7 separate regions of the Mus musculus genome follow, and all the other regions are linked to region 1. The links are chromatin contacts, called in public HiCAR-type, HiChIP or PLAC-seq and promoter capture Hi-C maps. All regions are on one chromosome and are shown on one strand. The core of a region is the stretch at or near the end of the contact, and the rest is flanking DNA. Distances in the headings are between cores, read along the strand shown.

What was found. Promoter capture Hi-C pulls out the DNA fragments that hold promoters and counts their contacts. HiCAR-type assays count read pairs that join an accessible place to other places. HiChIP or PLAC-seq counts read pairs in DNA pulled down with a chosen protein or histone mark. Capture Hi-C pulls out chosen DNA fragments and counts their contacts.
Region 2: a contact with region 1 is called in a promoter capture Hi-C map of liver, with 2.9 times the contacts expected there. The contact joins the enhancer-like site here to the promoter of Lsm14a in region 1. A contact is called at or near these places in 3 of 39 promoter capture datasets (hippocampal neurons and liver), 4 of 115 datasets of contacts at active chromatin or transcription factors (astrocytes, bone marrow-derived macrophages, large pre-B cells and 1 more) and 1 of 9 other capture datasets (liver).
Region 3: a contact with region 1 is called in a promoter capture Hi-C map of adipose tissue, with 6 times the contacts expected there. The contact joins the promoter of Rhpn2 here to the promoter of Lsm14a in region 1. A contact is called at or near these places in 10 of 39 promoter capture datasets (the 3T3-L1 cell line, the C10 cell line, the HPC-7 cell line and 4 more), 4 of 484 Hi-C or Micro-C datasets (CD4 T cells, CD8 T cells, Sertoli cells and 1 more), 8 of 115 datasets of contacts at active chromatin or transcription factors (astrocytes, bone marrow-derived dendritic cells, bone marrow-derived macrophages and 5 more) and 2 of 9 other capture datasets (adipose tissue and liver).
Region 4: a promoter capture Hi-C map of liver shows a contact between it and region 1, with 2.9 times the contacts expected there. The contact joins the enhancer-like site here to the promoter of Lsm14a in region 1. A contact is called at or near these places in 9 of 39 promoter capture datasets (the 3T3-L1 cell line, the HPC-7 cell line, cranial neural crest and 3 more), 6 of 115 datasets of contacts at active chromatin or transcription factors (astrocytes, bone marrow-derived macrophages, embryonic forebrain and 3 more) and 1 of 9 other capture datasets (adipose tissue).
Region 5: a contact with region 1 is called in a HiCAR-type map of fibro-adipogenic progenitors, with 6 times the contacts expected there. The contact joins the enhancer-like site here to the promoter of Lsm14a in region 1. A contact is called at or near these places in 12 of 39 promoter capture datasets (the 3T3-L1 cell line, the C10 cell line, the HPC-7 cell line and 7 more), 1 of 15 datasets of contacts at CTCF or cohesin (large pre-B cells), 3 of 484 Hi-C or Micro-C datasets (the G1E-ER4 cell line, cardiomyocytes and memory CD8 T cells), 17 of 115 datasets of contacts at active chromatin or transcription factors (the SCID.adh cell line, astrocytes, bone marrow-derived dendritic cells and 13 more) and 1 of 9 other capture datasets (liver).
Region 6: a promoter capture Hi-C map of second pharyngeal arch cranial neural crest shows a contact between it and region 1. The contact joins the promoter of Lrp3 here to the promoter of Lsm14a in region 1. A contact is called at or near these places in 7 of 39 promoter capture datasets (cranial neural crest, embryonic stem cells, frontonasal cranial neural crest and 3 more), 1 of 484 Hi-C or Micro-C datasets (the G1E-ER4 cell line), 12 of 115 datasets of contacts at active chromatin or transcription factors (the NIH/3T3 cell line, astrocytes, bone marrow-derived macrophages and 9 more) and 2 of 9 other capture datasets (adipose tissue and liver).
Region 7: a contact with region 1 is called in an HNF4G HiChIP or PLAC-seq map of pancreatic cancer cells. The contact joins the enhancer-like site here to the promoter of Lsm14a in region 1. A contact is called at or near these places in 11 of 39 promoter capture datasets (3T3-L1-derived adipocytes, the HPC-7 cell line, HPC-7-derived erythroid cells and 7 more), 1 of 15 datasets of contacts at CTCF or cohesin (large pre-B cells), 3 of 484 Hi-C or Micro-C datasets (LSK cells, cerebral cortex and regulatory T cells), 16 of 115 datasets of contacts at active chromatin or transcription factors (bone marrow-derived dendritic cells, bone marrow-derived macrophages, cardiomyocytes and 12 more) and 1 of 9 other capture datasets (adipose tissue).

Annotation. Positions count from the first base shown.
Region 1 is chr7:34,387,306-34,391,545 of GRCm38.p6, reverse strand. Lsm14a (LSM14A mRNA processing body assembly factor) reads left to right here and starts at 1,841. Exons shown (of 11, transcript NM_025948.3): 1 at 1,841-2,188. The coding sequence starts at 2,068. Gm12764 (predicted gene 12764) reads right to left here and starts at 2,933. Exons shown (of 2, transcript NR_169160.1): 1 at 2,538-2,933.
Region 2 is chr7:35,353,785-35,358,024 of GRCm38.p6, reverse strand. It overlaps Rhpn2 (rhophilin, Rho GTPase binding protein 2), which reads right to left. Exons shown (of 15, transcript NM_027897.4): 2 at 4,178-4,240. It overlaps Gm51476 (a long non-coding RNA gene), which reads left to right. Exons shown (of 4, transcript XR_003946747.1): 4 at 1-820. Among named protein-coding and RNA genes, the nearest start is that of Gm51476, 7.2 kb to the left of the region's middle. Within about 2 kb of position 2,379, at least 34 of the 459 cell types and tissues checked have an H3K27ac peak or open chromatin away from gene starts, as enhancers often do. A contact at or near this core is called in liver, where this site is marked.
Region 3 is chr7:35,332,123-35,336,362 of GRCm38.p6, reverse strand. Rhpn2 (rhophilin, Rho GTPase binding protein 2) reads right to left here and starts at 2,126. Exons shown (of 15, transcript NM_027897.4): 1 at 1,952-2,126. The coding sequence starts at 2,020.
Region 4 is chr7:35,293,641-35,297,880 of GRCm38.p6, reverse strand. It overlaps Gpatch1 (G patch domain containing 1), which reads left to right. Exons shown (of 20, transcript NM_026181.1): 10 at 193-397; 11 at 2,330-2,626; 12 at 4,048-4,226. Among named protein-coding and RNA genes, the nearest start is that of Wdr88, 20 kb to the right of the region's middle. Within about 2 kb of position 2,065, at least 4 of the 459 cell types and tissues checked have an H3K27ac peak or open chromatin away from gene starts, as enhancers often do. A contact at or near this core is called in liver, where this site is marked.
Region 5 is chr7:35,250,386-35,254,625 of GRCm38.p6, reverse strand. It overlaps Wdr88 (WD repeat domain 88), which reads left to right. Exons shown (of 11, transcript NM_001370886.1): 7 at 2,267-2,454. It also overlaps a transcript of Gpatch1 not described here. Among named protein-coding and RNA genes, the nearest start is that of n-TTagt9, 18 kb to the right of the region's middle. Within about 2 kb of position 2,390, at least 41 of the 459 cell types and tissues checked have an H3K27ac peak or open chromatin away from gene starts, as enhancers often do. A contact at or near this core is called in craniofacial prominence, fibro-adipogenic progenitors and memory CD8 T cells, where this site is marked.
Region 6 is chr7:35,213,468-35,217,707 of GRCm38.p6, reverse strand. It overlaps Lrp3 (low density lipoprotein receptor-related protein 3), which reads left to right and starts at 2,363. Exons shown (of 8, transcript NM_001024707.2): 1 at 2,363-2,852. The coding sequence starts at 2,780. Gm24505 (a small nucleolar RNA gene) reads right to left here and starts at 473; the gene lies at 348-473.
Region 7 is chr7:35,161,540-35,165,779 of GRCm38.p6, reverse strand. It overlaps Gm38988 (a long non-coding RNA gene), which reads left to right. Exons shown (of 4, transcript XR_003946743.1): 4 at 2,224-2,443. Among named protein-coding and RNA genes, the nearest start is that of Gm35889, 5.4 kb to the right of the region's middle. Within about 2 kb of position 1,914, at least 25 of the 459 cell types and tissues checked have an H3K27ac peak or open chromatin away from gene starts, as enhancers often do. A contact at or near this core is called in bone marrow-derived macrophages and pancreatic cancer cells, where this site is marked.

The DNA.
Region 1 (4,240 bases), core at 592-3,091:
AATAAAGACAGTTTGTTGGGGGTGATGGGGAGAGAGGAGAATAGATACAGTAACGGAGAAATTATCAAATTGGCAATTAAATGTACTATGTAATTGGGACATGGAGTACAGCTAGTTCCATCACCAGCTAACACCATGGAATAAACCCAACAGAGATGGCAGTGATGTGGTTGGTATGTGTGAAGCCAGGAGATGTGAGAGATGTAAATTTGAGAGTTAGGTATCATCAGTTTATAGAAACTGACAAGGGAAAGAATGTGTTCACTATGGAAGAGAAGGCAACATTGGTCTGAGACCTACAAAGGGAAGACTCCAAACGCAGATTTGCACACCAAATAATGACTGTATGCTGAAGCAGGGACCCCCTTGAAGCCACTGGGCACCAGTCACAGCTCAGCTCATCAATCTTCTCTCCTGCTTTCCCGGAACACGCAGATAATCACCATGCATTGGCTCAGCGCACCAGACATCCTACTTGCTGCCTGTGTTCGGCTCTTATCCCAGTTGTTCACTCTTGCAGCAAATGTCTACCGAGCAGCTGTCCTGGGCCGGTTGCTACACTTGGCCCCAAGGATGATGCAAACAGTGTCTAAAACCAGAAACCCTTCCTCAAAATATTTGCATTCTAGCCAAGAAGGGAGACAAACACTTATGACTAAATAGACAAATGCGATGGGGGGTAGGGAGGGAGCAAGGCAAGAAGAGGGGTGTAAAGCGAGATCTACTGTAGTTTTGTAAATACATCACCTCTTAGGGCAGCTTTGAGCAGAGTATAATGAACTGTGGAAGCTGTGAGAAGAAGGGATGCTTGGAACAGTATGGAGCTGTGTAACAACAAATTAAATCATCCATGCCCTCATAAGCCAAACTAGGAAGTCTGGTTTTCACCTTGTGTAAAATGTAACCTGTGGAGCGCACTGAGTAGACGGATGTTATCTTGAGTTGAACAAAAGTCCAAAATCTCTTGCTACTTGAACATGATTCCCCCTGACTGCTGTGTTAAGAAAAACCTAGTAGGGGTAAGAGAAATAGAATTCTTCGGGAGCTACTGCCAACAACTCTGGCCAGGGTAACTGAGGCGTTATATAGAGCTGTACGGATGGAGACGGTCCAGCCTGAACAGACAAGATTTATAGTTAGGACAGGTGTGGAGGTGTAAGACAATCCAGGACTGGGGTCTTAGCTACTAAGCAAACGTTCCCGGTTCATAGTTACCTCCGAGAACAAGCTAGAGGGACGAGTTTGGAGTAAAACCGAAGAGTTACATCTCTGGATGCAAAGTTTTAAGATGCCAATTTGGTATCCGATCGGAGAGATGATCGTTATTAAGAAAGTGGAGCTGACATTAAGTGATCAAAGCGGCAGAGAAACACTTGGACTGGTGTTTCTTGCATAGTTAGTGACCGGGAACATCTTGAAAGCTAGGACACGGATCAAGCCGCATAAAAAGGGTTGGACTCAGTTTGGGGGACAGAGTCCCAGAGCCTCCCGGAGCGGCAGCCCTTGGAGTGTGAGACTCCTCAGGCGAAGATGGCTGCTCTGGCGTTTACAGTGAGAGTTCCGTGGCCCGCGGAGAGCGGCTCCGGAGCTGGGAGGCGACCGCTTACAAAGACTCTGGGCTCGTACCAAAGTGCAGCCCGCCTAGAAATGGCAGAGGCCGCAGTCAGCATCACCAGGCGGGATGGGCCCTCGTCTAGTCTTCCCGCGACATCTAGGTGCCGTGAAAACCTTCCACGTCGGGAGCGCAAGCCAAGCGCTCTGGGCCGCCGCGGAAAGAGCCCGGGACCGTCCGTGAGCTCGGCGAGTCTCGCGAGAAAGCACGCCGCCTCGCCCTCCCGGCATGCCCTGCGCCGCCGCCGCTGCTGCCGCCGCCGCCGCCGCCGCGCCGCGGTTTGAGGGCGGGAGGCTGGGGGAGGGTAAGCGGAGCCGGCGCGGCCGCCATGTTGGTTCTGAGGCGGCTGCTGTGAGGCGCCGACGGAGGGAGCGAGCGAGCGGGCGGGCGGGCGGAGCGGCGGGCGCAGCGCGGGATCTGACTGAGTGCGAGCGGCGGGCGACGGCGGCGGCGCCATGAGCGGGGGCACCCCTTACATCGGCAGCAAGATCAGCCTCATCTCCAAGGCGGAGATCCGCTACGAGGGCATCCTCTACACCATCGACACCGAGAACTCCACGGTAGCCCTCGCCAAAGGTACGGCGGGGCGGGCCTCGGGGTTTTGGGGGGCGCGGGTAGAGCGCCCCGCCGCCCTCGCGCTCTTCTCCCTCTGCGGTCCTCACGGGCCTCGCTCCCTCCCGGCCCCCAAGCGACAAGGGCCGGGCTGCGGCCTCCCCGGGCTCCCCGGGCTGCTTCCTTTCCCCCGAAGCTCCGCGCCTTCCATCCGGGGAACGAGTGCGCGGCGCCCGGGGCGGGGCGATGCTAAAGTCCCGGGAACCAGCCGGAGAACACACCCAGGTTCGCGGCTTCCAAGACCGAAATTCGGTCGTTCCTTCTTCGGAAGCGCCGAACAAAGCCGGAGGAGTCGAAGAATCTTGACGCCTACCTCGAGATGAATGCGGATGTGTTGATTCCTCGGGCACCCATTTTCTCAGCGTTCTTCGTCTGGGTCGGTGGCGACGGTTGTCGAGTGAACTCCTAAGGAGTGTGCTCCAAACTTTGGGTTTGCGCCGCAGACTTGTGATCTCGAAAGGCCGTTTCGTACCGTCCAGTCGATCGCATCCCGTTTGTCTCCTCTGTGATTGTTACCTGTTATGCCGGAATTCTTATGCAACCGAAGGGTGCGCGTTAAAATGCTTGCTTGCTGTCCCCATGGGCCAATTTTCTGGAACCCTGGTAGAAAGGAAAGTTTAAGTTTTGATGATCCGGGACTCTTGTACACACTTCAGAGCGAGTACTATCGGGGCGCTGACCGACTCCGCTGTACTTGGGGAGAGGAAGTTGTGTGGAAGGGGATCCCCCCCTACTTACCCCAACCCCATAGTCTGTACAGTCGATACAGTCAATTTGTGGGTTTTGTTTCCGTTCACGCGTGCTAGTGACAGGAAGGCACAAAGAAAATAAACTTGAGTTTCTGATCCTAGGGGAAGTCTTATAACAGTTTCTGATACCAGGGAGGTCTATTTTCCTACCACACCTAGTAGAATTGTTAAGAACTAAGTATGCTAGGAAAAAAGGTCCTAGGGATAGCAAGATTCTAAATCTAAAAGCATTTTTTATAGATGCTTCTTTTAACAGTTTCAGTTTCTTGAATTATACCTAATAGGGGGTAGGGGTGTGGCTTGATTGACAGCTCTTCTCTAGCAAGTGGGAGATCTGGGTTCCCTCCCCAGAACCACAAAAACAAAGCTTAAAAAAGGGACACTATAAAAGAGTAGGGTGATGTTTTCCACAGTTGCATTGTGATACTTACATAACTTTTGGCAATTTACTTAAAAAAAAAAATCCTTGAATCAAACACTGAAAAGTCAAGGAGTCTGCTTTTTAAAGAGCAGTATGAGGCTTGGTGCTGTGACACTCCCCTGTAGTCCCCGATATGCAAAATCAGGGCTGCTAAAGCAATACAGCTAGGTCATCTCAGTCGATGCTTAAATGCATAAAACCCGGTTGGCTCCCCAGTGAGAAAAACCGAGTGTGGGTGGTGCATGCCTGTGATTCCACCAGGGAGGTCGAAGCAGGAGGTCAGGCATTCAAGATCTGCCTGGTACACATGAAACCCTCTCAAAGAAGGCCAAAACTGAGACTCCAGGAACTACCCCATAACTTTCTCTTTGCCTTATGGAGTTTTGTAACACATTGCCTCTTAAAGAACCTGCTTTCATCTTTGTAGATGTTCACTATACTTAAGGATGTATGATTCTCCTTAGTAATTACTGAAGCCTTGACTAATAGTGTGAAGCTGGGCTTGGTGGTACGGGCCTTGGTGCCGGCGTTCAGGAGATTAGTGCCAGGTGGATCTGAGTTCCAAGCAACCCTCATCAATTTAGAGAGTTCCAAAACTTCCGAGTGAGACACTGCCTCAAAAACAAATGAGAGTTGACTGTGATGTCCTTAAACAGCTTGATGGTGTTAGTTTTAATGACTTTATTAAAGGGTGGGTAAAGCTCTCACCAGGTGTTCTACACACTGGTTGAGAACAGTATTTCTCGCTGAAGTGTTTTTGTAGAGGTTTGGGGATTATTCTTTGCATGGTCTCATGTAGCTTGGGCTGGCTTTCGTCAAGGATGACTTTGAAATATTGATCTGCCA
Region 2 (4,240 bases), core at 1,130-3,629, 970 kb before region 1:
ATTTTTAGTTTAGAATAATTTCACTGTCTTCCAAACCTTTTAGTAAAACTGTCCGTGTGAGAGCAGGTTCCACGCTGACTCCGGGTCTCCCCCGTGCTATAGAGACCGTGTGGGACATTCTAACAGCCTCTGGCAGGCTGTCTTTACTCGGCCAGTTTGCTCTGCCAGAAATATTCCCGCAGCCCACTCTGCCAGGGATTCAAGTGGGAAAGGGCGGGGTTGGGGGGATGGCCACCTGTGCCCTGTACAGATTGTGACTAAGGCATCAGATCTGTCCCCGGTGTTCAATGAAGGCAGACAGCAGATCAGGCATCAGTCTGAAGGCCAAAGGGGACTCAGGCATCCCACTGCACAGCCACGCTCGAGCCGCTGGTTACTGGCCATGTGAGCACAATCACTAACCTCACACAGCCAAGGCCACCCCGGCCTGAGACTCAGCCTGGCCATCACAGAGCCACTCCTGCACTTGCCTGTCAGTGTATGGCTCTTTCAACCCTAAACTGGTAGCCTAATTTTAAAAGTTCAGCCATTCTAAGATTTTTTTAAAACTTCAGCATGGTGGCACAGGCCTAAAATCTGGAATCTGGAGAGGTGGACACAGGAGAAGCTTGAGTCCCAGGTCAGCCGGGGACACAAAGTGAGACTCCTTTCTCAACAACACGAGACAAAACAAAAACAAAACACAGGGAATGTGTCTCAGTTGGCAGAGTGCTTGCCCATACGTGAGACCTGGGTGTGGTAGCAACATTTGCAATCCCAGCGCTGGGGAGGCAGAGGCAGGAGGATCCTCACTACTTCAAGGCTGGGCTACAGAGTGATTTCTGGGCCAGCCAAGGCTACATAGTGAGACCCTGTCTTGAAAGAAAGGAAGAGGGAAAGAGAGAGAGAGAGAGAGAGAGAGAGAGAGAGAGAGAGAGAGAGAGAAAAAGATGATCTAAGTGATGGATGGCAATGAAGTCTCACCATGTGACAGATCTCATGGGGGCTGTTTACTGGGGAGGGGTTTATAGAGGCTGCCTCTGGGCGGGGGGTGGAGGGAAAAGGAGAACAAGAAAGGAGAGCTTGGCCTTTTAGAACGGGGTGTAGTGCCTGTGCATGGGGAGGATATGTGGCTCCTGGGGATATGTGGGCATCTTGGCAGCTGGTAATAACTATCCTGTTGTTGCTGGGTCCCTGGGGCAGACGATAGAGATGCCTGGCTGCTGAAAGGAAGAAAGAGAGAAGAGAAGAGAAGAGAAGAGAAGAGAAGAGAAGAGAAGAGAAGAGAAGAGAAGAGAAGAGAAGAGAAGAGAGGGGGAAGGTATGAAGGGAGGAAAGGGAGGGGAAGGGAGGGAAAGAGAATGCCTGTGCGTGTTGTGATGCATGTCTGTAAGAGCAACACTAAGGCCGGGCGTCTTGATGCACGCCTTTAATCCCAGCACTTGGGAGGCAGAGGCAGGCGGATTTCTGAGTTCAGGGCCAGCCTGGTCTACAGAGTGAGTTCCAGGACAGCCAGGGCTACACAGAGAAACCCTGTCTCGAGAAAAAAAAAAAAAAAAAAAAAAAAAAAAGAACAGCACTAAGAAGGCTAAGACAGGAAGATCTCCCCAGTTTAAGGCCAGCCTGGGCTATATGCTGCAGGTCAGCCTGGGCCTTACACTGCACACTCCTCCATCCCCACCATTCCTCACAGCTCCCTGCACGGAGCCTGGCCCTGACGAACTCACTCACCAGCAGGTATACAGACACTTGCAAGCCTCAGAGAGAGGCTTTCCCGATCTAGTCTAAGGAGCAGTGTAAGAAGGCAATCTGAAGCTTTAACCAGAATAGTTAAACAGCCTGTTCTTTGACTAAAGAACTAGTTAGTTAAAATTGAACAACCTGGTAACTCGCTTCAATCTCTCTGCCTCAGAAATACCATCTGGTTTCTGCCTCTGTTGTTCTCAAGGGAGGGAAAGGAGCCTGGAGGGCAGATTGCAGCCAGCAGCCAGCCTGAAGCACTTCAAAGCACCAGCCAGCTCCCAGCAAGCTCTAGGAAGCTCACTGACTCTTGGCCGAGGTGGAACAGGGAAGGAGAGGACCTTCAAGGGACCTGAAACTGTGGCACTCACAGCTACTGCCCAGTCATGGTGGCCCTGCAGTTAATGGTGGGGACCCTCATTTCCAAGTCTGCATTCTTGGGGATGTTTTCCCAAATGCCCTCTTGCCTATAATATAATTGTTCTATCCTCATCATAGAATCTTAGTAGGACATCAGGCAATCTAAGGACAGGACAGCCATGTCCAGTGTATGACAGTAATTACCTGCTGCTAGTAGCAGCAGCCAGGGACACTGTGGGGCCAGAGTGAGGCTTGGCCTGATGCCCTCCCTGATTTCAGGAAGCTTTGGTGTCAGGTGAGTCAGATTAATAAATACCTCCGAGTTTCCTCTAACAACAGTCTACCAACAGTCTCTAAACGTAGGTGCACTGAGTCAGATTAATAAATACCTTCCAGTTTCCCTCTAACAGTCTCTACAAGGGACACTTTAAGTGTATCAGTTCCAGGAGAATCATTTACAACCCTGTCCCACCCTATCTCACCTATCAGCTAAACAACTGCTAACCTGACAGTAAGTGTGATTGAGTCTGGCCTGGGCCGCAGAGAGGTTGTTGTCGAGGTTGTTGTCGGCTGGTGTTGTTAACAGAGCAAGGCAGGCAGAGCAGCTCTAGTGTCTGCTATTAAAACAAAATAAAATAAAATAAAATAAAATAAAACAAACAAACAAAAAACCAACTCTAAAGCAGGCTGGCCAGGTGGCTCAGCAGACGAAGGTGCTTGCTGCCGCGCCTGACAACTCGAGTTCGATCCCCAGGATTTTACATGGTAAGAGGGAACTGACTGCACAAAGTTACACTCTGCATGCAGATGCACGCATGCTCACGTGTATATATACGTGCACGAAGAGGCAAAAGCAGGAGAATCTGGAGTTTAAGGTCATCCTCAACTACACAGCAAGTTTTAAGCCAGCCTGAGCTATATGAGATCCTGCCTCACAAAACCAAAGAACCTATCCTGTAGGCCTCTTAAGGGGGTGGGAGAGGGGAGATGGCAGTTTTACCCTCGATATTCTGATGCCGCGTGCTCCAAGCGCCAGAAACGAGACCCTGCCTCCCCAAGATGGAAGGTGAGAGAGCTGATAGCCAAAGGCTGTCCTCCGAGGGAAGAGTCTGCACCCTCTGCAAGCTGGCGCACTGCACGTAAGGGTGTGGGGAGGATTTACGGCTGTCTAGACGCAGGTACAGCTTTCCTGAGTTCTACTTGGGAAGTAACTATTTTATCTCCACGGCACAGCATTGAGTACTGGGCACAACATGCCCACCTGCCTCTCTCATTAACTCTCACGCTTTCCTAGATGGGGGGTGGGTGGGGGTGGGGTTGCTACTTTGCCCAGATGTCTCAAACCCTGGGGTTCAAACAATCCTCCTGCCTCAGCCCCTCAAGTAGCTGAAACCACAGGTATGTGGCACCGTGTCCTGTTTATGACTCCTCTCATTAGAAAGAACGACAATACTAGTAATAGGAGTGTCCCGTTCTTTCTTTTCTGCTGTCCCCTCTCTTATCTATCAACACCCACTCACCAAGCACTGGCCCTACCAGGCACAAGTCTGGGCAGTGGAGAAAGGAGTCATGCCCAGAAGTAAATGCAAAGACAGTAACTGGACCTGTAAACAACATGGCTACAACTGAGGGCTGGAGAGACAGATGCTTAGCAAGAGCACTGGCTACTCTTGCAGAGGACCTAAGTTCCGTTCCCAGCACCCACATGGTGCCTCATAACCATCTGCAATTCCAGTTCCAGGGGGTCTGCAATGCCCTCTTCTGGCCTCCATGGGCCCCAGGTTCCACATGGTGCACACATACATGCAGCAAACACTCATACACATTAAATTAAAATAAACACACATACAGAGAGCTGTGACTGCACTGTCTGTCACAATTCTCCACAAACACAGGATGGACAAAACATCTTTGTCATTAACGTGACCAAGCTCTGGGCAAGAAAAGGACCTGCCCAGACACCCCAGAAGAGAGAGAAATCTCAAAGCTGAAAAGCAAGACCCCAGCTGAGGGTCTGGGCTCTGTCTGTCCATCAGACAGACAGTCTCTCAGGAGAGCCAGAGCTCCTGGCCGAGGCAGCAAACACAGAGGTACCCACTTCAGAAGGTTCTCGGCTCCTGTCCGCATCCGCACAGCCTTCAGGATCTGCTGGTTCAAGGCA
Region 3 (4,240 bases), core at 877-3,376, 940 kb before region 1:
GCTCAGGGCACAGATTAGAAAAACGTACCCCAACCCTTTTATTTTCCTGATACAAAAGGCAGCACTCTGCAGACTGGCATGATTTAACTCAGACACAACACAATTGCAGTGACAAGGGTTTCAATTCTGCACAGATGTTAGTTGTAAAATTCATCAGCCAGCATCAGAGAAACTGCACCTGAGAAATACCCAAAGAACTGGAGAAACGGCTCAGTGGTCAGTTAGGCTTGCTTACTGTTCCTGCAGAGGACCCTAGTTTGGTTCCTAGCACTCATATTAAGTGGAAGTTCGCAACTACTTGTAATTCCAGTTCTAGGACATTTGGTCTTCTCTTCTGGCCTCCAAGGCGTGTGAGCGTGCATGCACATACACATACACTTAAATCTTTAAAAAACATTCAGGCTCCAATCTTTTCCCTTCCCCACCCACATCCTCTCCTGAGATTCACTGCTCTGAATGGGTGCCACAGGAGAACTTGTTCTGAAAAGCTTGACGCCCTCCAGAGTATATTTCATCCTCTCTGACTTCCTGCCTTCTCCCCACCAAGAAGCTGCCACAGGTCCACCAAGCCATCTGTTCAGAAGACAAACAATCTAGCAAGAACTGATATCCCACAAAGAGACAGCAACTTGCTGGAGGCTGTAAAGCAATTTTGTGGGGGTGGCAGCCAGGCCCTAGGGCCTTAGGTTGGACATCTTGAGATTCCCAGGCCAAGCAACCTCCTGCAATTCTGGCCTGTGATCCTCTGGCCCAAATGCCACACATAATTAGAAGTTATAATCCTGTAATTCCATGATGACATCTTTCAACTTAAATATACTTTAAAACTTTTTTAAATGCCAAAAGGAACTTTAAAAATTGCCCACTGTCCCCACCTGTCTCCAGATTTCCCTCTTTTCTATTACTACTTCACGTGTGAGCAAAAGTTCTTTAAGATGCCAGAGTCCCGCGGGAGAAGGAAGCTGCCAAGCCCATTTACGAACAATTAAGAATTGATTGCTCTGTGGGAAGCAGTTTCACTTCCCTATTCATGACTGCTCGCTGCGCCTTCGATCGTATCAGTTAGAAAAATATCCACGACAATCTCTCAACCCACCAGGTGATCCTTGGCCAAAGTCCAAAAGCTATTTTTAGACTCTCTAGGGACCCAAGAGGAAGGTGAGGAGTCTGTCACAGTGATTCGCACCTCTAAAGTGCCTTTGAAAGCCAGCAGCTGTTGGGCAATCCCAGCACCGCTGTGGGCGCCTAATGGGGTCGCTTTTGAGGAACTGAGTTCCAGGGCGAAAGGCAGTCGCATTAATTGCCCAGGAGCGCCAAGACGTGCCAAGCGCGCAGAGTCCAGTCTCGCCCTCTCGGTCTCTCGGACAACCAAATACAGATAAATCCACTTTGGAAGAGTGAGACTCCGGTTCTCTGGCTCTCTTGGGCGAGGACAAACGAAGGGGCACGCCCGAGGTCCCCTTGCAGCATCCACTCTCCCTTACCAAGAAGTCGAAGGGGGCCAACGCTGAAAGCACTTGGGAGGCAAAAGAGCAAAACTCGCCCTCCAGATGCACCATGGCTAAGCGCTCGGGTGGAAACTGAGCTGCGGTATAAGTGCAGAGGGACCGACCGAGCTCGCCAGCGTGGCCAGGAGCTGGTCCTTTCCCCACCAGCGCGAGAAGCCTGGCAGGGCCATCCGGATCACCTCCCCAGGTTCCCACCTGCGTGTGGCTTGCCTGTGCACCTGCACGCCCCAGCCCGGCTGCCATCTGCTCGGGGCTCCAAGCCCCGCGCAATCAATCCCCTTTCGACCCCCCTTCTCCGCCCTTCGGCCCGCACCAACTCTGCGGGTCTCTCCCTTCTCCTTCCCCTCCCCCTCCAGTCCAAGCCGACCCCCGCCTCAAGCCCCTTCAGCACGCTCCGCAGTTTGCCAGGACAGAGAGAGAGGGTCTGTTGACTCGCCACTCACCTTTCGAAAGTAGTCGTCACCCTCTTTCTCCAGCGGCTGGGGAGCCGCGGGTAGCAGCGTATCGGTCATGCTGGCAGCGCGGGAGTCCAGGGTGAACTGAGGTGCAGTGGCTACTAAGGGCCCCAGGAGGCGCCGGGACCCGCCCCCGCTCCCGCCCCGACCAGCCAGCCGCCCTGCCGCCCCGCCCGAGCCCTAGAGCGCCAGATATCTGGAGCTCCGCCCCTCTTAGCAAGACCTGGACCTAGGCAGATCCCGAGCCTGGAACTCAGTTCTGCCACCTAGGCCCCGCCTTCAGCCTCCCAAGAGGCGAATCCCAAGCCCTACAGTTCCGCCCCCCGCATTTGCAGTCCTCCTGCATCCCAGAGTGAGCCCCACCCCTGATCTCTGGAGCCACGCCCCATCTCGCCTAGGCCCCGCCCCTCCACCATCCAGTCCTACCGGAGGCGGATACCTAACTCTGTAGCCTCGCCCCGCTCAACTAAGGCCCCGCCCACAACACGCACGGTCCTCCTCCAGCCCCGCCCGAGGCTGAAGCCAGAGCCCTGAAGCCCTGCCCTTGATTGTATAGACCGCGCCCCTGCCCCATGCAAGTGTTAAGTGCTGTCTGCCGCGAGTCTAGAATGGAGCTCTTGCTGAGCCTTCGATCTTAATCTGAGTGTTGTTCACAGCTCACTACCTTGTGAGCGTTAAGGTGGCGCAGCCAGCGGGATCGGGGTTTCAGCAAACGTAGCGAAACCCAAATTCGCCCTTTCTCTGGAGCCCTAGGAATAGTAAATGCAGAGAACTAAATACGTTTGCTTTCCCACTCAGGGACGCGGACATTCATGACCAGTTCATTCGCTGCTCGGAAGCTTTTAAAGGCTCTGGCCAGGAAGGACGGAAAGCTGTTTGCAGGAGAGGAGGCCTCCGAGCGCTTGGGTAGCAGAAGTCGTCGGGAGAGGGGGCCACCTACTGAGCAGGCTTTGTGCACAGGAATTCTGCAGGTGTCTTTAAGGATGCCAGAGTTCCCAAACTCGGTTTTCTCAGTTCTCAAGCCCAAGTGATTTTTTCTCTGGCTGGTCTCGTGTTATAGGTATCGATGTGGTTAGTACAGGAGTAGCAGGGGGTTCCTTAGGCTCGGGGTTCGCGGAACCTCCTACTGGAGAGTAGGTAAACTGGCGTCGGATATTGGTAGCACATCGGGCTACATCTGCAGGAGCCTAGAGCCCCCAGCCTGTAGACTCCTTCCTCACCGCCGCCACCACCACCAAAAAACACCTTTGTCTTCTGCCTTTGGAGGTCTGTGGGTCGCAGTGTAAACCTCAGATTCGGCTTTCAAAACTAACCAACCGTTTTCATGCTCTTTAAGAAGTGTTTTAGGGGCCAGGGGCGTTTAATTTCAGGACTCAGGAGGCAGAGACAAGCGGGTCTCAGAGCCAAGGCTACACAGAGAATCCTTGTCTCGAAAAACAAAAACAAACAACAAAAATGGTGTTAGTATGGCTGCAGAGGTGGCTCAGAGGATAAAAGTGCTTGCCGCTCAGCCTGACAACCTGAGTTCCATTCCCTGGAACCCATAGGGTAGAAGGTGCAAAAAAGAACTTCCACAGGTTCTCTGACCTCACACGTGCGCCATGGCACATGCATTCCCCCTCCAACCCCCCAGCAAACACACAAAATAAATAAATGTAAAAACATCGAAAGTAAATAAATATATATTTAGACGGTTCGAGAGGTTTAAAATAAGTTCTTGAAAATAAACAAAAGCAACAGCTTAACATACGTTAAAAAGTTAAAAAATAAATAAATATATAAATAAATTCACCAGGTCATGAGAAAAGGGCTACTTCAGTCTAAGAAAGGTCCTGCCAACGGACGGGACGTGATGGTTCACACACTGTGATCTCCATGCCTTTCCAGAGGCTGAAAGAGCACTACTGTTGAGTTTGAGGCTAGCCTGGTGTCTTAGTTTGCTTTACACTGCTCTGATAAAGATCCTGACCAAAAGGAACTTGGAGAAAGAACGGGTTTTGTGTGTGTGTGTGTGTGTGTGTGTGTGTGTGTGTGTGTGTGTGGGTGTGGTATGTGTGTGTGTGTTTTCAAGACAGGGTTTCTCTGTGTAGTCCTGGCTGTCCTGGAACTCACTTTGTAGACCAGGCTGGCCTCGAACTCAGAAATCTGCCTGCCTCTGCCTCCCAAGTGCTGGGATTAAAAGGGTACACCACCACACCTGGCCTTTATTTGGTTTCTACCTTACTTCCATATACCTTACATCACTGAGGGAAACCAGTTCAGGAACTCACGGCAGGA
Region 4 (4,240 bases), core at 816-3,315, 910 kb before region 1:
TATTGTTTGCCATGTGAGGCTGTTGGGACAGTAGTTCTGGTTTCCCTCAGGGCCAGGCTATCTCAGTGCTGTTCACCTCGAAAGTGAGCCGGGGCTGGGCGTGTCTCAGGACACTAAAATCATGGTTTTCTTTCTTAAGTCTGTGTGATCTTGTAGCCCGGATTTCCTGACTTTTGTCTGTTTCTTGTTAAGATTTACCCGCCCCCTCAGTTGCCCAGAGACTACCGACCGGTGCATTATTTCAGACCTGTGGTCGCCGCAACAGCCGAGAATGCTCACGTACTTCAGGTGTTATCAGAGTCATCTGGGAAAGCAGGGCAGGACGTGGGGACACACAGTAGGCATCAACTCAATGCCTCCAAGCGGGGGGAGTTGCTAGGAGAGATGCCTATTCAAGGTAGGTGTGATGGAAGAGACTGGACTTGTTATGTTTAACCTAATCTTACTCAAGTGGGGAGCTGTGGTTTCCCACTGATGGGGAACCCTAGCAGGCATGTCGTGATTGTAAACAGCGTATAAAAGTGTATACAGACCTTATTCATTATGACTTGGGGAGTTGTTCCTTTTGCCCCACCCACCTTTTAAAGGTCTCATGAAGCCCAGGATTGCCTTAAATTCTCAGTGTAGCCCAGAGTGGTTTTGAACCCTCAGTCCTGCTGCCTCTGCCACACAAGTGCTCAGATCACAGGACTGTGCCACTCACACTTATTTGTTTTCTTTAAAATTTTTTATTTGAGTTTTATTAGAATTTATTAGCCAGGTGTTGGTGGCACAGGTTTTTAATCCCAGCTCTTGAGAGGCAGAGGAAGGCTGATCTCAGTGAGTTTGAGGCCAGCCTGGTCTGCAGAGTGAGTTCCAGAACTTCCAGGGCTACATGGAAAAATCCTGTCTCACCTCACCCCAGTCCCATTTTTTTTTTAAAAATTTACATGTATAAGGGTGTATGTGAATGTGAGTGTGTGTGTGCACATTCATGCTGGCGGGGGCAGAAAAAGGTGTTGCATCCCCTGGGGCTGAAGCTATAAGCAGTTGTGTCCACATCAGTTGTCTACAGAGTGGTATTTACTGAGCCATCTCTCCAGCCCTGCTCCTCCCTCCTTCCCTCCCTCTCTTCCTCCCTCTCTCTCCCTCCCTCCCTCCTTCACTCTTTTCCTCCCTCTCTCTCCCTCCCTCCTTCCCTCCCTCTCTTCTTCCCTCTCTCCCTCCCTCACCCTTTCTTTCTTTCTTTCTTTCTTTCTTTCTTTCTTTCTTTCTTTCTTTCTTTCTTCCTTCCTTCCTTCCTTCCTTCCTTCCTTCCTTCCTTTCTTCTTTTCTTCTTTTCTTCCTTGAGACAAGGTCTCTCTATGTAGTCTTGGTTGTCCTGGAGCTGGCTGTGTAGACCAGGCTGGCTTTAAACTCAGAGAAATCCTCTTGCTTCTGCCTCACGAGTGCTAGGCCTGTGCTGTCACGCCTGGCCTTCCTCTTTTGTTTTTGCTTTTTGAGAGGGGTTCTCACTATGTGGACCCCCACTAGCCTAGACTCATTATTTTGTTCCACCAGCCTCTTGAGTCTGGGGGTTACAGGCATGCACCACCACACCACATACCCTCACTTCTTTAAAAAGTGCCTTTTTACGCTGTGTGTGTGTGTGTGTGTGTGTATGAACCACACCGCCTGTATAAAAGTCAGAGGACAACTTGCAGGAGTCGGTGCTCTCCTTCCACTTTGTGGGTCTTAGAGATTGAACTCAGATCATCAGCCTTGGTGGTAGGAGCCTTTACCCACGGAGCCATCCTATTAGCCTTTTTATTTTATCTGTTAGTTTGTTTATTGAGGCAAAACTTTAGTCTATAGCTCAGGCTGGCTTTGAACTCCTGGTAATCCATCTTGCCTAGCCTCCAAAATAAAGCAGGATCACAGGCATGCACATTGCTGTTTTCTCCAAGCAGTGCTTTGATATTGCTCTTGGCCTCCTTCCTATCTGTAGTGAGAGGGAGGAGCTTACCTGCATTGTCCCCTGACCCTGGTCCACTGCCTGCTATGCCCTTGGTGCCCAGTGAGCTTATGTTGTATGAGTGCTCAGTGGGAGGACTGTGGAAGCCATGACCATAGCCACCTGTGGTTCAGAGTCCTCCTCCTGGGCATGGAGCATGGGGCTTTACACACTCCAGGCATTGGCGCTGCCTCGAGTTGTACCTGTGGCCAGTTATGTAAATATGCAGCTCACAGAACATAGAGATATTGATAAATCAGTCACAGAAACACCTGTGATTATGCACATTTTTAGTAGTGACTGTATGTACAAAAAAGGTCAAGCTGTTTTTCATCTCTTGTTACTGTTTTTATTTAGGGTCAGCTACTTCAGTGTTGGAGTTTCTGTCTCAAAAAGACAAAGAGAGAATTAAAGAAGTGAAGCAGGCAACTGACCTGAAAGCCGCCCAAGCCAAGGCCAGGAGTCTGGCCCAGAGTGCTTCAAGCAGCAGAGCGCAGGCGTCCACACCAGACCTGGGCCACAGCTCATGGCACCTGGCCCTGGGCGGAGGGACAGTCACCACCAGAGCCAACAACTTCAAGCCTTTTGCCAAAGATCCAGAAAAGCAGAGACGATACGAAGAGTTCTTAGTACACATGAAGAAGGGTCAGAAAGGTGGGTCCTGGCCTGGCAGGGTTGGCAGCTTCTCTGTGTGCCCCTCCCCCATCACAGACTGCAAGTCAAGCCGCTTGGCTCTGTCGTTAGTTTTGGTCCACTTGGTATAAATGGTGCAGAGTTTTCAGACCCTCGCTCTAAAAAGCAAATACATAGCAGAAATAGAGTTAAGGCCTATAATTCCAGGACTGGGTGGCTGAGGCAGTGGGATCAAGGGTTTAAGGCCAGTCCTGGCTATGTAGCAAGTCCTTGTTTCAAAACTAAAAACCAAACCAAACCAAAATCATACCAAAGTAGTGATAATTTTGGAGTTTTAGTTCCTTTAGGAAAAAAACCAGAAATATTATCATGGGAATGTGTTTTCATTTTAATTTCAGGTGTGGGATATGGGACTGCTTCAGACTGTCCACAGCAGCTGACTATGATTTGCCTCATGCTCTAGCCAGGGTGTGATTTTGCCAGCTGCAGATAGTTTCTGCAACTGTATGACGTTTGGAATTTTATAGACTTTTCAGAGGGTCTATAAGTGCCAGGACCCTGATAGGTAGTTTTTTGGTTGTTGTTGGTCTTGGTTTGTTAAGCAGTCATACACAAAGAAGAAAAAAGGAGAAGAAATTAGATATCCTGATGGTGAAGATCAAACTTGCCCTGAGGAGCTTGAAGCCCCTAATCAGCAAGAAATAGTCTAATGATAGTGTTGCCCCCTTCTGACCCCTGACTTTATCCAGGGACCTCTTTTCTTTCCTCTCTGTCCTTTTCTCTCTCCTACCTAGTAGTGTTAGGAGGTTAAGGAGTGGAAGAAAATGGGTGAAGAAGGGTGGAAGAAAGAACCAACAAAGTAGCAAAAGACAGCTACACAGAAAAAGGGTAGAGAGTCCCTCCCTAGCACAGGTAGTTGGTTGGATTTGCTAACATCTGGGTGTGCCAGCAGTGCCCTTTCGTCTAAGGTTAGCCATGTGCCAGCCTCCCAGAGCTTCCTCTTGTACCATGTAGTAAGTAGCATTCAATAAAGAGCATCTCGATGAGCTGGGGCTGGACAGATGGGTCAGCAGTTAAGATCACTCGCTGCTCTTGCAGAGGACCTTGATTTGATTCCAGCACCCACATGGCAGCACACCACCATCCATAAGCCCAGCTCCAGGGGATCCAACAGCCGTACATACATGGTGTACAAACATGCTTGCAGACAAAACATTTCCACACATAAAGTAAAATCAATCTGGGAGAATAAAAAGGAGCATCTTAAGGGAAGAGTAATATTGCCTGGAGGTAGCGCGCCCAGTGCCCCCACCTCCATAAGTACAGGGGTCTGGACGCTCGGCCTCCGAGGAAGCACACAGTCCAGTGGTGTCCACTTGGTGCTCTCCCTCAAGCACCATGCTTTCCTTGGGGTAAAACAGTGCCTTGCTCCTGTCCCACAGATGCTCTGGAACGATGCCTGGACCCCAGCATGACCGAGTGGGAGCGAAGCCGAGAGCGGGAAGAGTTTGCCCGGGCAGCCCAGCTCTATGTGTCCTCCAACTCCACCCTGTCCTCCAGGTTCACTCACGCCAAGGAGGAGGAGGATTCAGATCAGGTCGAAGTCCCTCGGGACCAAGAGGTCTGTCGCCATCG
Region 5 (4,240 bases), core at 1,141-3,640, 860 kb before region 1:
CAGTAGAAGTATCTCTGGGTTCATAGACATTCAGTTTCCGTCCCCTTGCATTTAATCCCCAGGCCCCACATGGTAAAAGGAGACGACCAACTCCTCCAAGTTGAACTCTGATCGGCCACATTCATTGTATTACACACGCACTCCCGCACATAAACACACATGCAAAATAAATAATACACGCAGCACGAAATAATAAAAAGTAAAAACAAAGCAAGTAGTTTGGGCAAGATGACATTTTCATTATTTATGATGAAATGCATGCAACATAAAATTTGACCATTACTTTTCAGTGCACAGTTCACTGGATTAATCACATTCATGGTATTTTGCAACCTTCCCTATCTATTTCCAAAATGTTTCACCACACCAAAGGGAAATAATATCCATTAAGCAACGGCTTCCCGCTCCCGGAAGCCCCTGGGAGCCCTTATTCCAGTTTCTGCCTCTGTGAATTTGCCTAGTTTAGATATTTCTATAAATGAAATCACACTTGTCCTCAAGTGACTGCCTTTTTCCATTTGAAATGATTTTCAAGAATCAACCCTGTTGTAGCATATAACAGAACTTCATTTCTTTTCATAACTGCGTAATACTCCATTACATATAGACACATATAGATACATACAGATACATATGGATACGTATATACATATATTGATATACATATATAGCATGTTTTATTTATTGGTCTGTTGAAGGACACTTGCTTTATTTTTATGCATCTGTCTGAGTTTCCATTTTTTAAATTCTTCTGGTTAAATGACCAAGAGTGGAAATGGTGGGCCAGATGGTGGTGCTAGGTTTATGGTTAGCTTTTTCTCCTTTTAATTTTTTTTCTTAATTTCTTATTATTTTATGTGTGTGGATGCTTGGCCTGCACGCATGTTGGTGAACTCTATGTGTGCAGTGCCTGTAGGGGCGACAAAGGTTGTTGTGTCCCGTAGAACTGGAGTGACAGACAGTTGTGAGCAGCCGCCACGCATCAACTGAAGAGCAGGGAAATCTTGTGTGTGTGTATCTCTGGTCCACGTCTGGCTTCCTGTCTGCTGTTTCAAGTTTCCTGTGTTCATCTTTCCTGTCTACTTAGAAAAGACTCTTCAGCTGTTCTTTAAAACAAACTTTTTTTTTTTTTACCATTATTTATCTATCTTGCATTCTTGAGAGGGAGGAAAGGAGGGGACTGGAGAGATGGCTCAGCGGTTAAGAGCACTGACTGCTCTTCCAGAGGTCCTGAGTTCAATTCCCAGCAACCACATGGGGGCTCACAACCATCTGTAATGGGGTCTGATGGCCCCTTCTGGTGTGTCTGAAGACAGCTACAGTGTACTAATAATCATTAAAATAAATAAATAAATAAATATTTTTTAAAAAGATGGAGGGAGGGGAAGAGAGAGAGAGAGAGAGAGAGAGAGAGAGAGAGTTGTGTGTTTGCAGCACATGTATGCTAGTCTGTCCACAGTATCTTGCTGGCCCACCACTCTTTTTGAGAGCAATAATATGCACACATATATAATATAATTATATATACTAGGTGTGTATGTATAGGTATGTGTATATATATAATTCATTTTTATTTTATGGACATGGGTGTTTTGCTTGCATGTATGTGTGTGTGAGGTGTCAGAAGCTCTGGAACTGGAGTGACAGACAGGTGTGAGCTGCCACTTGGGTGCTAGGAAACGAATCTGGGTCCTCTGGAAGAACAGTCCCTGCTCTTAACCGCTGAGCTGTCTCTCCAGTCCTGAGAGCAATAAATTCTTAAGAATTTTCATCTGGCCAGGTGTGGTGGTACACACCAGTAATCTCAGTACCTGGGAGTCAGAGGCACCAGCCTGGTCTACACAGTTAGTCCCAGGACAGCCTGGGCTATGCAGTGAGATCTTGTAGAAAGAATTGTCATCTGATGATGCCCTGTTTCATATCAGCTGACTGTAGAAATCTTGGTTGGCATTCCTTTTCCCTTTTCAATTTTTTCCTCCCCTCCCCTCCCCTCCCCTCCCCTCTCCCCTCCCATCCCCTTCCTTCCTTCCTTCCTTCCTTCCTTTTTAAACATGACTGACTGTTGTTCCAGCCCGGCCTGGAGAGAGTGAGGCTGAGTGAGGCTCAGTCTGGAAAGCCCCAGCTGGACCATGGTACATCGTGATGAGAGGAATGATAGCCACGCCCACATGGGAAGTGGCATCCCCTCTCCATCCAGAGTCCTATCAGGAGGGTTCTGGGGTCTCCCTGGAATGGCATGTTAGCATGCACCCCACCTGTGTTTCAGGGCGCATTACAATGCCATCTCAGACTGCTGTTTCACCTCCACTGGCCACTTCTTATGTACCAGCTCCTGGGATAAAAACATAAAAATCTGGAATGTCCACACGGGGGAGTTTCGAAACCGCGGAGCCTGCGTGACTCTGATGAAGGGCCACGAGGGCTGTGTGAGTTCCTGCTGCATTGCCAGAGACAGTGAGTGACAAGCATGCACAAGGACCCCTTCCCTTCCCCTCCCCCTTCTTTTATGTGTTGCATCCTGAGTGTTGGGATCACAAATGTGTCCCACTGCGAAGCCACATTCACCGTTATTTGCCGCACAGATGCTGGAAGGCAGAATCTGTGTGGACTTTCCTGGGTGCAGACAAGAGATGACTCTCCATGATTCTGGCGGGAAGGTGACGCCCCCTCCCATCTTCTCGTGCCACCCACCCCCTTCCAGGTCGACCACAAAAGAAACCAGAAAAGAAACTTTGAATTTTTTTTTTTTTTGAGTGTGTGTAAAATATTTATTCAGGTTGTCTTAAAATGGTATTTCTCAAAGTGTGGTCTTTAAACCATTTTGCAGTTTTCTTAGTCTCACACAAGACCGACAGAATTTGAATCTTTGAAGGGGGCTGCAAGATGCTGTATCTTAATAAGCTCCGCCATGTGCACACACATAACAAGAGCCCACCCCCTTAAAGGAAATACTTTCCAGTGTCTGCAGTTCTGTGAAGCTTTCATCCTGAATACCGTACAGGATCTCCCGAAGGATGCTTAAAACACCCCTTCCTGCCAAGGTCTTGCACACCTGAGCCAGCTTTCCTCCTTTAGCAAAGCCACGCCCTTCTGCTTCTCCTCCATATGACATTCCAAACATATGCATGCACATACCACACACACACACATACACACACACACACACACACACATACACACACACACATACACACACACACATACACACACACACACACATACACACACACATACACACACATACACACACACACACATACACACACACACATACACACACACACATACACACACACATACACACACACATACACACACACACATACACACACACATACACACATACACACATACACACACACATACACACACATACACACACACACACACATACACACACACACACATACACACACACACATACACACACACATACACACACATACACACACACATACACACACACATACACACACACATACACACACACACATACACACACACACATACACACACACACACACACACCCCGATTCTACTGAAAAGTGTGTTTGGCTTGTATATGTGTGAGAGCACAGGGCTCCCCAGCCATTACACACATGATCAATGTCCTATCTTAAGAACTGTTAAGGGCTTTCTGAACACCTGTCCTGCTCCAGAAAGCATGCTCTATTATTTATATGTGTTTGTTTGCTTGTTTGTTTATTAGCAGGGGCCGTGCTAATCTTCTTTTCATTGCTCCAACTTTAGTACATGTTGGTGCATACAGAGGGAGGGGCAAGTGGAACTTTTGTGATCCACAACCTTGCTTCCACAAGCAAAACACCCTCTTTGGTGGTATACCTAGTATCACTCTGTGTGTGTCTGTGTGTGTGTGTGTGTGTCTGTGTGTGTGTCTGTGTACACATGTGTTCACGGTGCCTATGGAGGTGCCTATCAGATCCTCTGGAGTTGGAGTTACAGGCAGTTGTGAGCTGCCTTACATGGGTGCTGAGAACCAAACCCAGGTCCTCTGCAAGAGCAGCAAACACACTCATGCACTGCTGTTGATTTTTTTTTTAACTGTTTAAACAGTTAAACAAAGGGCTGGGGAGATGGCTCAGTGGTTAAGAGCACTGACTGCTCTTCCAGAGGTCCTGAGTTCAATTCCCAGCAACCACATGGTGGCTCACAACCATCTGTAATGGGATCCGATGCCCTCTTCTGGTGTGTCTGAAGACAGCTACAATGCACTCACAAA
Region 6 (4,240 bases), core at 1,114-3,613, 830 kb before region 1:
GCATCACTTGCTCCTCTCAGCAGCACTCAGGGCCTCTGAGTGTCTGGGGTCATCTCAGGAGTGATCTCAGGAGTGCTGTGACTTGCTCATGCATTCCACGCAGGGCAGGGGTCATCTCAGGCCAGGCTGTGCTGTACCAGACTGGTGGTCATCTCAGGCTCTTCCCCTGGCCTGCCCAAGTAGTCCCTTGTGAGGGTTGTCTGTCTGGGGCTCGCCCCTGCCTGGGCCTTGTTGTCCTAAGTGTGGGTCTTCTAGTTTCAAGCTTGCTCCCAGTCCTGGGAGCCCATCTGGGCCTGCCTGGTGCCAGACTGGTATCATCTCAGACTTGGTTTTTTTTTTTTTTTTCTTCAGGGAGTGTTACAGATCATTCAGATGTCCACAGGTCAGAACAGTAAGTGTAGACATAGCCTCTCTCCTCTCTGACGCCTACTGATGCACATGGGGACACAGCAGCCACACCTGCTAGGGGCAGGCAGGTTAGTCTGTGTGATGCTGACTATTCTAGGCACCTCATTTGAATGGAATCATATGACACCTGTCTTCTGTGATTGGCTTGTTTTACCTGGGTAATGCTCTCAGGATTCATCCACGTGTCATCATACATCAGAATGTCCATCTTCCTAGACTGAGTATATTCCATTGCCCAGGCCAGTGTGCCACATCACAGCTGCTCATTAATCTGCCAAAGGATGCTTTGATTGCTTCAATGTTTTATCAATAATGGTGAATGGTGTATAGGAACCCCTGCTTTAAACTCCAAATATGTACCCAGAAATGGAATTCTTGGCTTAGATAATATGTATGTATATGTATATATGTGTGTATACATGTGTTATATATGGATATAGATGTATACATATACACACATGTGTATATGTGTGTGTATGTATATGTAGCTGGCACACACACACACACACAGAAAGAGAGAGAGAGAGAGAGAGAGAGAGAGAGAGAGAGAGAGAGAATCCATGCCATTCTGCTTGTTTCTTTCTTCCTTTCTTTCTGGGGTCATGGTGGTACAGGTCTGGTCATAAACTCAAAAATTCCTCTTCTGGATTATGGGCTATTTGCAATTGCAATGTTATGTGTGATGCTTGCATGTGCCACCAAGTATTTTGCTTGCATGTGTCTATGTGAGCTATACATGTGCCTGGTGCCCGAGGAGGCCCGAAAAGGCTGTCAGACACCCTGGAATCGGAAGTGTAAACCAACGTGGGTGCAGGAACCGAACTCAGGTCCCCTGGAAGATCAGCAAGAACTTTTAACCACTAAGCTACCTGTCCAACCGCCGCCCCCTCATTACCCGATTTTAAAAACCCTTTAATACTTACTGGGAAAATCTACTCTGGCATAATCACAAAAGGCTTAGAAGGAGAACAAGAAAGCACAGAAAGACTCAGAGTTCCCCCAAAGAAACACTTTTGGTTCCTGTACAGTGAAAATGAAGTTAACGAATTCCTGTGTCCACAGCTTTCACTAATGGACCGTTGTTTCCCTCAGCCTTCATAATCTTAATGAGTGGCAGTGCTTGTGAGGGCACGCACAAAAGCTAAAGACCATGGGTGTGTGTGTGGAAGGTGAGGCTCACCCCAGCTTGCGGAGCCTCCTTGCTCGGGGGTATTTGGGGACCTCTGATTTAGCATCAGTTTTAAAGAACAGCTGACCTCAATTGACCCCAACTCCTCAATTCCTCTTCCAAGTTCATTCTGGTTTTTGCCTCTCCTGGATTCAAACCCTTGGTTGACAGGTTGTCTCCAGACTACAACCACACGCTTAAAAAGCATACATCATCGCGGTTCCCTAGAGGATGAGGGGGTAACTGAGCTGGTCAGGGGCACAACTGGGTGTCCAAAGTCCTCTCAGGGTTCTCATCAATGTCTCCACACAGGCCTCACTTTTTACAAGGGAGCCACTTTAGAGACAGGATGAGGTAAATGAGAAGGACAGAGGGCCAGCAGGAGGAGAGAATTCCCAAAGCAAATCAGCCAGGAACGCATTGCATTAGGAAGAAGTCAGGTCCCAACCTTGGGCCTCGACTCATTGTCTTGGCCCCCATCAGCCCTTTCCACGCCATCCCACCTCAGTCTCCCTCTCTTCCCCAGCACAGTCGCCTGGCTTCGGGAAAGAGACCAGATCTTGGGATCAAAGGGCGAAGGCGAGCGCTTCCCCGGACCATAGGCGCAATGCCAGCCCTAATCGCTGAGCCAAGGTTCAGAGCTAGCGGGTTCCGGTCGGAGCCGCGTGCGTGGAGCTGTCCAGCACCCCGAGGCGGGGCGTGCGCCCCCCGGCCCGCCCCAGCCTCCTCCGCCCGCCCTGTCAGCGCCACTGCGGCTCGGCGGGCGCGTCACGTGGCTAGCGCGGCGCGGCCTCCCGGCTCCGGGCTTAGGCGAGGGGCCGGCCGGGAGGACGGACGGACCGAGCGACGCACCCTCGTAGGCACCGTGCGGCGCAGCGCGGGCGGCCCGGGGACCGACGGGCAGGGCGCGCCGGGGCATGGGCGCGCCGGAGGTCTCGGTGCGCAGGCCGGGCTGGGCGCGCCGGCCGGGGCTCCGGGACAGCGGCGGGCGAGGGTCTTCCCTGGCGACCGCCGCTGAGCCCCCGCGGGGCCCGTGACGCCGCGGCCGATGTGGCCCCGCGCGTTGCGGGCCTGCACCGCCGCCGCACAAAGACGCCGCCGCAGCCGCCGCCCGCACCCGGGCCGCAGCCGCCGCGCCAGCCCTAGCCCCAGGCGGAGCCCCGGCCGCAGGGCAGCAGGCGTCCGCGCGCGGCCCGCCCCGGCATGGAGAAGCGCGCGGCCGCGGGGCCGGAGGGGGCGCCGGGCGCCAGGGCGCCGCTCGCAGTCGTCTGCCTGGGTGAGTGGGCCGCGAGGGGCCGGGCGGGATGGGAGGGCTTGGAGCCTGCACTGCGATGGCTTCCGCGCCCAGGCACCCTTGGGCTGCCGAGGAGGGAGCCTCCCACCACAGCAGAACCCCAGGCCCGGAGCTGGGGGACGAGAACGCTGGCCTTGGGTTCCTGGGAGAGGCTGGGGTCTTCCTGATGCTTTCCAGCCCGGCCTGCCTGAGTGGTGCTCTGGCTTCCAGAGCTGTGGACAAAGGCCTGGACTACTGCTCCCTAAAGAAGGAACCCTTTCCTGCCTGGAGTCCTGGACAGGCCTGGGAGCTAGCCAAAAGATGGGGACTCAGCATGGGGGCTTGTGGCGGGGGGGAGGGAGGCAGATGTGAGAACTCATTTTCCCATTGTGTCTTCCCAGACCCAGATGGTCATAGGTCGGTTCATCCCTGATGGGGGTTGGGGGGGGGGGTCTGAGTCTGTTCCGGGGAGGGCCAAGAACCCGCCAGGACTGGAACCTAGGTTAGAAGGCTCCTTCCCTGACCAGGAAAAATTTCTGTCCACTTTCCCAGAGCCCATTGCAGGAGAGGGGAAGGAAGGAGTTAAATCCCCAACCCACATGGTTCTTTATTTACCTTGATGAAGGAGGGAGGCCCTTAGAAGAGCTGGGTCATTAGGGGACACCCAGTGATATCACTGTTGAGGGCCTAGGAATGTGACAGGCTCCCTAAAACCACTGAAGTGACAAAGTTGTGAGGGGTGTGGGGCAGCTCTTTCTTTTTAAACTGTAACTCTCATCTGGCCTCCAGGAATAGAGAAGGGTGAGTGTCCAGGAGAGGACTACTGCACAGGCTATGTGAGCTAATCTAAGCAGTGGCTTATATGCCCTGAGTTCCTGCTTCACCTGCTGCTAGTGGTCACTGTGTCTGGGTCCTGGCTATTGTGTTTCCCAGGTGGGCAGGGCAAAGGTGAGGGCTTCCTTGCTCAGGAGATGCCCGTGTCTGGGTCTAACAGAACCAGAATGCCCTGGGGGTGCAGATGGGGTGAATACCCCTATTTCTTCATCAAATGTAGAATCACTGCTCCTGAGATGAGTGCCTCAATCATGGAGGGGGGGCACCCTGGTCCCCAGGCTGTTAGAATTCTTTTCATTTGGCTTAGACTCTGTCTCAGCCTGGAGCCAACTGAAGCAATGGACATTCCTACTGAGGTGGACACTTACTGTGCCGGTGTCAGGAGAGCACTCTCTGCCTTTAGGATCATGGGGTGCAGGGAAGATGATGGTATTGTTACCCCAAATGCCCATCAAAGGAGGAAGTCCTTCAAGGTGGTAGAAGGCTGCTTGAAAGGTAGAGCTCTTGGGACTGAGCATACGGGATGGGTAGCCTCAAATCTGAGAGGAAAACACTGA
Region 7 (4,240 bases), core at 665-3,164, 770 kb before region 1:
GGCCTTGGAGACTAGTCATCCACGAAAGGGAACCCAGGTTCTCTCTGTTTCTCATAGTTACGGAGGCCTGAAGCTCCTTGTGCAGCCCAGACTCAGCACAGCTCAGTACTCACGGGGCCTCTGATGAGACAGCTGCTCCTACAAGGTCACGGACATGCCTTGCACACAAAACCCCTCAAGTGTACTGCAGCTACATCATATAGTCACGGTCCAGAGACATCACACAGCATAGAGTAACGCATGCCACAAGTGCCATACAACACATCACATGCACAAAATACACATACCACACAGATACGACCCATGTGTCACACCACACACTGATACATGCTACGCACACATGGAGCACACAACCACACAGACATAGCTCAGATAATTACAATACTCACCCAAACATGTGTTCCCACCCGCCAGAGCATATGTACCACACAGACATAGCCCATGGATGTCACACAGACACTTAACCGTATCCCCGCACAGAACTTATATATGTCATACTGACATAGGCCACAGGTGTCACACACACCATACATGCACAGAACATATACACACCACCCCCATACACCCCACAGACATCAAATAATGCACAGACAGATGTCACTCTGACCTCACCTACAGACACGCAGTGTGCCCTGGCTCACCCTGCCCCCATCCTGTTGCACACAGACCGCAGAGTCAGTAGAGCAGACTGACAGAAGCCCTGGAGCCACATGGCCCCTTCTAATTCCCAGACCTTCTCAAACTTCCACTTGGCCACACTGGCGCTTCAGAGGGCCAGGACTGAGGAAGAAATGGAAGGGGTGGTGGAGAACTTGCGAGACCAGAGCCAGCAGGCAGGGGTCAGGGTGCAGCTCCCGGTAGAGAGCTGGAAGCTTTGGGCTAGGGGACAGCCTCAAGTGCCTCGGGAGAGCCAGGTGTCCCTCCCTATACCCTGGAGTCTGAGTATACATAGAACCCCACTTAGTTCTTCTTGGTTGTCTGATAGGACTCCCTCCCTGCTATCCCTTGGCTTGGCACACAGAACTTCAGATGGGAGTCGGGGTCCCTATACCTGTGCCTATAACAAATGGCCTTTCCTACAGGAGACAACTATGGTCTGAGCAAAGAAACACCTTCTGCCTCAGGCCACAGGAAGGCCTGCCCCAGACTTTGGATTTTTGAACAGTGAGCTGACAGGGGCAAAAGGGCCATCTTAGAGATCAAGGCCTTCGGGGCTTCTGACTCAATGTTTGGCATTCCACCCTGGAGCTAGACCCTGCTAATCCAAAGAGCCCCAGGCTCCACTAAAATGTGAACCAAACCAACTGGTGGCCATTTGGGAATTAGTTGGAAAGGGTGGGTCAGGGAAAGCAGGTGAGGTTTTTATGTGGGCTCCTGAGAACAGCTGGCTTTTCATTGGCCTGAGGGCTTTCCCAAGAGGTCAGAGGCACTGGGCAGTGGGATTCCGAGCAGCCCACGCCTTGCTCAGGGCGGGCCAGCTCTGCAGCAGCAGGATGCAAAGGGTGAGGCGCAGCCAGGTGTGGTGGTGATGCACGGCTAGGGGAGTGCTGGGAGGGAGCTTTCAAATTAGAAGCTAGCTTGGGCTATAGAGTGGGGCTCTGGCCACTGCTCACTAGGCTTCCCTGCCTGAAAAACATCAGTGGTAGCCGAGGTAGAAGCCACTGGAGTCATAACCTAGAGATCCATTAGAAAGGACAGCATAACAGATACCTTCTCTCTGGAGACTTCCATGCAATGTCTGTCTTAGACATCCTGCCTAAATTGGCTCTGCCGGGACCCTGCAAATTCTAACCTCCATCTCCAGCTCTGACCCCTCAGAGGCTGGTGAGCCAGCCGACTTGGGCAGGAGTCATGCTCCCAGCAAGGACAAGATGAAACTAGGAAGTGGCCCCAGTGCTATTCAAGTGTCCGCCTGCCATTCTTTCCGGGTGTGGGGGCGGCTGCTCCTAAATAGGGCCTTAGTCACCCTCTGTCAGGAACCCTAGACTGAATCTCTGGGAAATGCCACAGGCCGTCACAGCTGGAGTCCTTGGGGCTGACCCAAAGGCCCACACTCAAGCTGCATGCTGGGGACCGGCCAGGCTCCCAGCCTGTGATAGCTCTGCTGCCCGTTGGTCCATGGACAGCCAGCCTGTGAACTAGACCACTCTGTCTCTCTGCCAGCCCCTTGCTTTCTCATGCAGAGGTGAGACAGAAAGATTCACCCTGAGTTTCTTTTCTCAGGGACTTTCTGGGTTCCCAGTCCATTCAGGAAAAGCTGACATCTGGAACCTTTGAGGACTTCTATATACTGACAACCTCTGAATGTACCTTCTGCTGGATCCCAACCCAGCAGGACATCTTCCCTCTGTCCCATATCAAGACCTTCACAGAGCCAGGTGCTAGCTCTTTTTCCCCTCCATACAGCAGGCTTTGAGCCTGGGTCCTGTGGATGCCCTGGGGTGCTTCCATCACTGGAATGGCTAGTTTGATGTCAATTAGACACAAGCTGGAGTCATCAAAGGGGAGGGAACCTCAATTGAGAAAATGCCTGCAGAAGACCTAGCTGTGGGCAAGCCTGCTGGGCACATTCTTAATTAGTGACTGATAGGGGAGGGCCCAGCCCATTGTAGGTGGTGCCATCTCTGGGCTGGTGGTCCTGGGGGTCTAGAAAGAAAGCAGGCTGAGCAACCTATTGTTGAGTAAGCCAGTAAGCAGCACCCCTCCATGGCTTCTGCATCAGCTCCTGCCTCCAGGTCCCTTCCCTTTTTGCATTCTTGTCTTGCCTTCCTTTGGTGATGAACAGTGGTGTGGAAGTATGGGCCAAATAAACCCCTTCCTCCCCAAGCTGCTTTGGTCATGGTGCTTCAGCACAGCAACAGTAACCCTGAGTAAAGCTATCACAGACTGGTGAGGGTGCAGCTTTCCCATTGCCAGCAGGGTTGGAAGCCTCTCCTGGGAGTTTCTATGCAAAGTGGGCCAGAAGGACCCCGGTTAACCTCAGGAGCTCAGCAAGTATATGCAGTCCCAAATTGACAACTTGATGCACTTTTGTTGTTGTTTTTCTTTATGGTGTTGAGAAAGGGAAATGCATTCAATAGAAGTCAAACTTCACATTTTCGATGTGGCTCTTGTCTCAGGCATGTGGCATTTGTGATGATGGGCAGTGGACAGCTGCAGCAAATCAGAGCTCCTGGGCAGCCCCGGGATCACAAAGAGAGAATTGATGTTCTCCACCGTTCTGGGTTCTCATGCTCTGATGCCTGGCACTGCAGATGTACTCGGGGAATTCTTCACTCTGTCTAGTTTGTACCACTATGTCAAAAAAAGACCCGAGATTGGGTCCTTTAGAACTTAAAGACTTTACAGAGTTTAAGCTGGGTGCAGTACTATACTCCTGCGATTTCAGCTGTGTGAGGGGCTGAAGCAAGAGGCCAGCCTGGGGAGCCCAGGGGGACCCTATCATCAAAGCTACCAAGCAAACATTTTAGTTTGGCATCCAGTTTTGGAGTCTTGGGAATACAGAGTACAGGGTCAACCTCTGATTAGCATGTGATGAGGGCTTTCTTGGTCCACCATAACATGGCGGAGGATATCACACGCTAGGACAAAGCAAGTCTGCCGCCTCTGGTCTTTCTTCCTATCGTGGGGAATTGTTCTCATGTAACCCCAATAACATTCCAAAGTCTCAACCTCAAATACCATTCACACAGGTATTAGGTTTCTGACACAGAAATGTTTGGAAGACCCAGGGCAGATATTTTTCAACTTATAACAGGTTCACCAGGCTGGGCATAGAGGTCACACCTCTAAACCTCACACTCAGGAGGCAGAGGCAAATGGATCTGTGAGCTTGAGGCCAGCCTGGTCTACATAGTGAGCTACAGGATGCAATGCCATCGTAAGTCAAGATGCAACTACATTGGATTGGATCTTATTATCACTGTTATCTAGCCCGGTACCCATTGCTAATCTTCCCTGCCTATATCTATGGCTAGAAGAGCTACCAATGCATACCAGCTTCCACATGTGGAAACAGACATCAAATGCTAATATGGTTCAAATAAATGTCTATTGAGGCTTATGTGTTTGAACACTAAGTCCCCAAGTGACCAAGGCAAGTGGCACTGTTTGGGATACGGTATGCCCTTGGAGGTGAGGCCCAGCTGGCAGAAGGAGGTCCCTGGAGGTAAGCCTTGAAGGTGGTATCTGACTCTGGCTCTGAACTGAACTCTGCCTCTTGATCCCACAAGAGCAAGCC